2 separate regions of the Mus musculus genome follow, and region 2 is linked to region 1. Evidence: chromatin contacts called from public Hi-C data. All regions are on one chromosome and are shown on one strand. The core of a region is the stretch at or near the end of the contact, and the rest is flanking DNA. Distances in the headings are between cores, read along the strand shown.

Evidence for each region. A called contact is a pair of places that touch in the nucleus more often than the background predicts.
Region 2: a contact with region 1 is called in a Hi-C map of B cells, with 5 read pairs. The contact joins the promoter of Fcmr here to the enhancer-like site in region 1. A contact is called at or near these places in 1 of 39 promoter capture datasets (pre-B cells), 1 of 484 Hi-C or Micro-C datasets (B cells), 1 of 115 datasets of contacts at active chromatin or transcription factors (large pre-B cells) and 1 of 9 other capture datasets (adipose tissue).

What each region holds. Positions count from the first base shown.
Region 1 is chr1:130,471,762-130,475,882 of GRCm38.p6, reverse strand. No RefSeq gene overlaps it. Among named protein-coding and RNA genes, the nearest start is that of Cd55, 11 kb to the right of the region's middle. Within about 2 kb of position 1,447, at least 80 of the 459 cell types and tissues checked have an H3K27ac peak or open chromatin away from gene starts, as enhancers often do. A contact at or near this core is called in B cells, where this site is marked.
Region 2 is chr1:130,864,004-130,867,758 of GRCm38.p6, reverse strand. Fcmr (Fc fragment of IgM receptor) reads right to left here and starts at 1,982. Exons shown (of 8, transcript NM_026976.3): 1 at 1,863-1,982. The coding sequence starts at 1,899.

The sequences.
Region 1 (4,121 bases), core at 198-2,697:
ATCCATGGTTAGTGTCTCTCTGCTTACACTAGCAAGGCAATGGACCAAATGTCCATCAACAAGTGGATAACAAAAATGTAGTATATATACAAAACAGAATATTACTGAGCTGTAAGGAATGGGAAGTTTTTGCAGAAAAATGGATGGACTTAGAATAATGATAAGCAAGGGCACCCAAACTCAGAAGAAAAAAAAAACTGGAACAAACATATACATATTCATATATGCAAACATCTGTGTGTATACATGGAATTACATTTAGGAAAGGGAATGAGAATTAGGCAAAAGAAGGGAAGGAATGCGGGCAAAAGACCCATGAGTCACAAGAGGATATACATTCATTGTCTTTCTGGTTTCAATTGTGTCTTAGTATTTTTTTTTTAATTTTTTTTAAATTCTTTTTTCCTTTTTCACATGGACAAGTGCATTAAAATGTAACTATTAGTGACACTTCAGAATGGCAATTCTAACTGCAGAGAAGTTCCTAGAGATGACAGAACTTGGGACTGGGCAAGTGTTTGCTTGAGTGGCTTCCTTAATCTAGGTGTGTTTATTGATTTTTTTTTTTTAGATCGTTATAATAAAGCGATTTTATAAAGTAAAACAATTCCTGTTTTTTTGAAAACTACCTTTGGGGAAAGGAGTAGGTGTTGTTTCCCATTGATACAAACAGACCCAGACTGGGTGTCACTGGAGAGTCGGGTCACGCTCAGTCAACCTGGGTGAGAATAACAGGAAGTGGTGGTGAGCATTAGAAGGAAATGGCTCCTAAGCCCCTCTCCGGTACCTGTTAGCTGGGGAGGATACGCCCAGTGTTGCCAAATCTTCAATATTTTAAGAGGATTCATAAGCATGTTGTTTGAATGGGAGTTTTATGGTTATAAAATCTGTGCATGAATTCAGTTATTCAGCAACATTTATTGAGTATATACTATATACAGGGCACTGATCTAGGAGTCTGGGGTTTTGCATTTAATACAAAAGACAAAAAAAAAAAAAAACCTTTCTGTGTATGAAGTTCACACTCAATTGTGGGAATACGCACAATTAACAAATTATTAAAAGCTATGAGTTGTGGTAAGCATTGAAGGAATGAATATAAAGGGAGGTACTAGACCTGTAATTGTGGGGTACATTTCTATATCAAACACAATGGCATAAAAGGGCCTTCCTTAAGTATTTAAGAAGAAGGTCTTCAGGGATGTATAGAAAGCATGGAGACATCTGTATGAAACAGTAGTCACGGACTCTGAGTGGGACTTTGATCTGTTTGGGATTCTGTTCTGTGAGCTCAAAAGCCAGGACAAGGAAACCAGTTAACACTGGGTGGGGGAGTCTGGGGAGATGAGGGCAGAAAAGAAAGGGAGAAGGAGACCATGGGGCCTGGTCAGCGACTGTGTGTGAGTTTCCTGAAAGCAAGGAAGCCAGGACACATATGCAGCTGCCAAGTAACCTGCCCTCAGGAATGTGAGAGTAAGGGGAGTGGCAGACACCTCCCCTTCTCAGTGGCTAGAAAGGAAGGAAGGAAGGCTGCTTGCATAAGATTGTGAAAGGGGAATCCTGTCTACTTTGAGCTGTAATTTGAAGGTAGAGAGGAGAGTATAATATTTGTTAAATTTCTAGGTGGATTATGAGACAAAGTGAGGTAAAAAAGATGACCCTTGGGAGCTGGACCTAAACCATCCTAAGTGGAGGATGGAATGCCATTCACTAAACGGGAAACTGGTGTAGGAAGAAATTGGACCTCTGGTTTTTTTTTTTGTTTTTTTTTTTTTCTCTCTTTCTAGCATTAAAACATCTTTTATCTCTCCTACTCAAGTTGCCAACTAAGCAACCAGGTCTTATATATTCAGGAAAGTGATGCAGACTAAATATATGATTTGAGAATTCATAGTATTTGATGTCATATGAATGTATAAGACTGGATATCATCAGAGTAACAGATGTTGGGATAAGGGGATAAAAGAAAATGAGATTTTATATCTTGTGATTCATGCAAAAAAAGTTGTCTATGAGCCCCGGCCTGGGGCCGAGAACAAAGCAGAACAGACAGGGCTGTTGTTAAGACATTCCTAAGAACAGCTTGATTGTACAAGCAGGGCTATCTTGTCTGGGTCAACACCACCTGGCCGGAACCTCCCCTCTGTCTATTGCCCCTTGACGCCAGGTAAAGTCATACATCAACTGGTTGCTATGTGAACAAAGATAAGCCCCCAGCCCACAGGAACAAAGTCCTGATGCCCTGTAATCTTTCTGTTAATGTTTGAATAAGCCAATAGTGTGTCGCTATGCTGAATTCCACACCCCTAAGCCCCTTACCCCATAAAAACCCCTAGCTTTTGAGCCTCGTGGCCGACATCCGTTATCTCCTGTGTGGGATGCATGTCGGTCCAGAGCTCCGTCATTAAACGTCCTCATGTAATTACATTAGGAGATGGTCCTTTGTGATTTTTTGGGTGCACGCTGAATCGGGAATTGTGTGGGGGTTTCTCCACTAGGTCTAACAGGGACAGATTGAGGGACAGAGAAGTCAAGCATTTTGTTTGGAATTTATGGAGACAAATAGGAGGCAATAAAATAGGCTAGAAAGGCACAGACAGTGAGCTAGACTCAGAAACACACGGTGCTGCTGAGAAGGAAGTATATTAAGGTGAAAAGTACCAGTGGGATCCTCTCTGCTGCTAGACCCAAGAAATGAGGTCACTCATGATGCAAGCATCATTAACAGCCTCCATCAGAGCAGCTGTAGTAGACGATGGGACCAGACAGGACTAACTTCAAGATGTAGAGGGAAGCAGGGCATGGTGAAAATTGTCTGCAATCTCAGCACTGTAGTGTGTAGTTTCTACTAACCCTGCTTGGAGTTCCAGGTGGACCTTGCTACCAGCTTCCACCCTGGTTCCCTTGGATCCGTGGACGAAAGACACACACACACACACACACACACACACACACACACACACTACCTTATTTTTAATATGCTTTTTAGCTCAATGATGGGGATCTTCTAAGCCTCCCACGGCTAATGTGCCCTTACCTTCACACCCAGCTCAACACCTCTAAATCTACCCTCAATTTAGTTTCCTGGTTACCTTCTCCTTGCTCAGCACCTTAAATCTGCCCTCAGCTTAGTTGCCTTTCTAATCTCCTGCCTGCTGCCCCAGGCCCAGTCAGGGAAGCCACCAATGGCCACTCTACCCAAGATCTCACATGGCTAGTGGTTCTCCCTCCTTCCCATGCATGGCGAATCCTCTTTCCTCCTCCCGCGTCTCTTAGCCTGCCCGAGAGAACCTGGAAGCCCTGCCTCTTCCACCCAGCCACTGGCTGCTAGCATCTTTATTGATTGAACCAACTGGGGAACAGACCCCTCAGAGTTCACACACAGATTTCCTATCGAAGCATCAGAACCATTCCCTACACAGAGCTTGAGAAGTTGAGGCAGGGAGATTGTAGTTCAGGTCCAACTTGGACTTCATAGTAAGCCTTTATTTATTTATTTATTTATTTATTTATTTATTTATATTAGAGAATTATGTTTGTATTCACTTGAAAGAGACATTGAAATAAACCACACAACTGGGGTGTGTAGGTGAGAAAGGAGATAATCACTTCAAAAATGTCCTGAAGTAGGAGAGGTAGGATAAGGTGTGTGTGTGTGTGTGTGTTGGAGTTCAGACAATTACTCCACACCGTTAGAACAGAGCCTTATTACATATAGGTCTTATCCTATAGCCGGGATCAGGTCATGTCTCCTTGCAGCTCTCTCTGGGACAGAGAATTACGGAGCAGTCAGTCCTGCTCGCTTGCATGCTGTCCATCACATATGTGATGTGAAAACCTGACCACCCCTCAAAGGTAACAAAACTGCAAACCTTTCATTTGCTCTGGCTTTTGGTCTGAGGCCCCTCAGGAAGAGTGAGTGCCTGGACCTTTGGTCCAGAGATGAGAGATGTTTCTTGAAGCTGCTCCTCAGCCCCTACCTCCATCCCTCTCCTGGCAGCTCAGCCTCTAACTTCCACTCTCGATGAAGCTCCTCTCTGAGCTTTGAAGAGAAGCATCTCTTTCTCTTTAAAGCTCCATCATATGTAAAAACCCGTACGTAGACTGTCAGATCTCACACT
Region 2 (3,755 bases), core at 733-3,232, 390 kb before region 1:
GAATGTTATGCCACATTTACATTTCCTCTGTCAAACAACTTTAGGACACCATCAGAACACAGCCTGATTCTTTAATACCTTGAACAACAAATGACTCCTGCCCTAATTTCTGATAGAATCTTGTTCTCCTGTGAGCAGTATTTATTTATCTATTTATTTACTGATTTATTTATTTTGTTCTGGTCCTTTGTGCTTTCACCAGCATGATCCAATTAACCTCTTCTTATAACATCCTCGACCTTCTCTAGATCACCCACACATCTCAGAATTCCTCCTGAAAATTAGTCCTGAAGGCCTATTAACCACAAGGTCAGATTTTTCACAACAGTAACCTCACTTCTAGTTATCAATTTACTCTATTCGTCACTTTTCTCTCATTATTGCAACAAAATACATGACGAGAAGAAAGTTCAGTGGGGGGCGGGGGAGGTGTATTTGTGCTCACAGTTTTGAGACCATCGGTTCTCAGCTTATGGGTAATGACCCCTTTAGAGTACAGGGGTCACCTAAGGCTATCAGAGAACACAGATGTTTCCATTACAATTTATATCACTAGCAACACTGCAGCTATGCAGTAGCGGTGAAAATAATTCTATGACTGGGGGTCACTACAACGTGAGGAGCTGTATTAAAGGGCCACTGCTTTAGGAAGGCTGAGAACTGCTCTAGACCATCGTGGCATGGAAGCTATGGTAGCAGAAGTATGAAGCTGCCTGATTATATCTCAGGGTGGGCTGGTAGGTCGATCAACAAATGGGAGGAAGGTGAACTCAGTCCTCTGCAGCCTTTCTCTTTCTTCTTTTTTTATTCTGTTCGTGACCTCGGCCCACGGGATAGTAAAATCCGCAGGCAAGGGGGTCTTCTCCCCTTGCTGAATTCTTTCTGGAAAGGACCTTGCAATTACATCCAGAAGTAAGCTTGACTAGTACCTCAGCATTTCTCAATCCAGTCAAATCCTCAGCAAAGCTTAATTATCACAAAGCAGGCATTCCTGACAAACTAAATAAGCTGAGCACACTGAGCCGAAATAGGACATGGCTGTGGCTGGGGTTCAGAAGGTGCTTGGGAATAATGACTGTGAGAGATAGGTAGGTTTGCCATGACCTGCAAAGAGCCAGGTAATAATGGTAAACTGGGAGTAATGACAGTAACAGGGATGGTAAGCGGGGACAGCCTGAGGGAGGGTGCAGGAGGGGGAATTTGTAGCATTTGTACCAAGAAGAGGTCTATTTCTCTGGAAGAAGGTCCGTGGGAGCATGATAAGCTCAGATTCTAAGGGAGGAGAGTGTGTTTTAGTTAGTAGATAGTGGGAGCCATGGAATGACGTTATAATCTTAGAGACGCTTAACACAAATGGAATAGCTGGCTTGTATGGCAACCAGGGAAGTATATTAGGCAAGGCATTAGGCGCATGTATTCCAGATCTTGGTGGTCATTCAAGCGGATTGCTGGGTAGGTGGCTGTAAGCTGAGATAAGAAGCTTAAGGGAATAGTTTAGGGAGACTTCATTTGAAAGTTTCCAATTTCAGAGTGAAGAAGAAAGATCTAGAGGAGAAATACATACAAGAAGAACAAACCTTGGAGACATACATTTTAAGATCCCCAAAAAGTGAGTCTTTAAGATATGTGACACGTTCAACCCTTAGAAATCTAACAGCTGTCTAGGGTGGAAGTCTGGAAGCATACTGAAGGAGTGGGGAGTGGCCAGCATCCACTTCACAGGTCTCCACCCTTGTTCTCTGTGCCCCGGCTGCAACTGCAACTCTCCAGATGCATCAGGGTCAGAGATGGCTGTCAACTGATTACCTCTGGCTAATTCAAACCTGGTAGTTAAGTCTGAAGTGTTTCCTCAGAGCACTCACCTGGCAGGAAGTAAAGTAACCAAAGCCAAAAGTCCATGGTTCCCTGGAGGCCCTGGAGTGAGGCTGACACACACCGATCACCTGGGAGCCTTCTACAACTGGGTGCTTGAAAGCTATGCTGGACCTCTTTGAGTGGCAAGGACTTAAAATGAGGAAATGATAATCTGTTTTGTTTGCTAGCTAGTCTTTGTCTAAAAAAGAAAACACCAGCGAACCATAGCGGAAATCAAGAATTGAGAAAACACGTACTGCATAAAAATGAGTGAGCAGGTCCAAGCTCTCAGCCTGAGCAGCTGCCAGGCCTTGCCCCCTCTTCTCAAAGGGACCTCCCAGGATTCATAGGTGCCGACTGACTTCTGAGCTAGAGGCATTTGTTGTTTCTCCATCCTCAGGACAACAAAGCTCATCACCAACTCATCTCTCCCAACAACAAAGCCTTTGTGGACCAAAGCTAGGCTTTGAAAGTCACCTGGGTTTTTTTTTTGTTTTGTTTTTGTTTGTTTTTTTGTTTTTGTTTGTTTGTTTGTTTTGGTATTTCAAGACAGGGTTTCTCTGTGTAGCCCTGGCTGTCTTGGAACTCACTCTGTAACTCCTCCCATGAGTACTTGTGAACACCTACTATTTATAGTGATATTAGCCATGGATTTTGTGCAGTCTACTGCTTTTGTCTGAACTACATTTATCTAGAAAACAGATGGAGGTGAGACACATAGCCTCTGGTACTCCAATATGCACACTATCATTCCTGAGGTCTTAGGCACAGCTTGCTCAGGGCCTCAGTTAATCTTTAGGCCTCATTCTCTTACAGTGGTATCTGAAAGGCGCTTCCCTCTGGCAGAGGCACAAGCCACTGTCTAATAAGCAGAAGACAATGCTAAGAGTCAGGTGTGACAAGTCACATAGCAAACTCTGCCCTTAGGGTTGGCAGTCTGGTCGAGCCATTTTTCAAGACACCCAGTGGCGAGGGTGAGTGAGGCTCACTGATGGAGAGTAGAGAAGCTGAGAATAAGGAAAACAGTTTCAGGCTTCAGACAAAATGGTTTGTCCAGGCTTGACTTTGTTCGCCTTGGGCAAGCTTCGCTGAGCCTGTGTTCTCATTGGTCACTTGGGTATGGTCACTGTCTTGTCTGGTGCACAGCAGAGATCACTGATGTAGAAATGCTATAAAAGCCCTTTACCATGGGCTATTTGGCTTTAATGGTCTTTCAGGTGTGCAAAGCTGTAACTTATCAGAGGATTCCCAGGTTTTCCTTGGGTCGGGGGTTTCATTCGCCAATGGTACCCCTAGTCTAGGCTTCCTAGTCACTTTTGTCCACACTATTTTAGGCTCATTGGTGGCTGGCTGCCTGCACACCACTCCTTCCTCACGCCTACACACCAGATTGGTCACATGCTCTCCAAAACAGAACACAATGATGTCCTCAGCCCTGGAGGTTGAGTGCGAGCCCAGAGCAGGTGCAGAGGAAGAGGAAAGAGGAAATGTGTGGGTGCAGGCTGCCTTCCCTGCTCTGCCCAGCCCTGCCCTTCTCTCTCCAGGTCTCTACTAGCTCAGAGCAATGGGCATGAGATGTCCTCCAGCCAACAAACAGGCCAAGTGGACAGAGGGCAGTCTCTGCCTCCTGGTTAGAGTAGCCGACTGAGGGCAGTTTCAGCTAGGATCAGTGCCTTACAGTTCTCCATGGAGAGAGCTCTTTGCAGTGGTCCACACCCATCCAACAGCTAGCTGGGCTCTCCATTAGCTGGTTAAATGGTTAGGATTGCCTTGAAGTCCTGGGGTAGGCTAGATGAAGGACAGGAGAGAGGGAGTTTATGAGTGAATATGCTAAGTATTACAGTGGGTATGAGAGAGTGTGGATGTCAGCATATTGCTAATGTGGGAGATCAGTGGCCTGT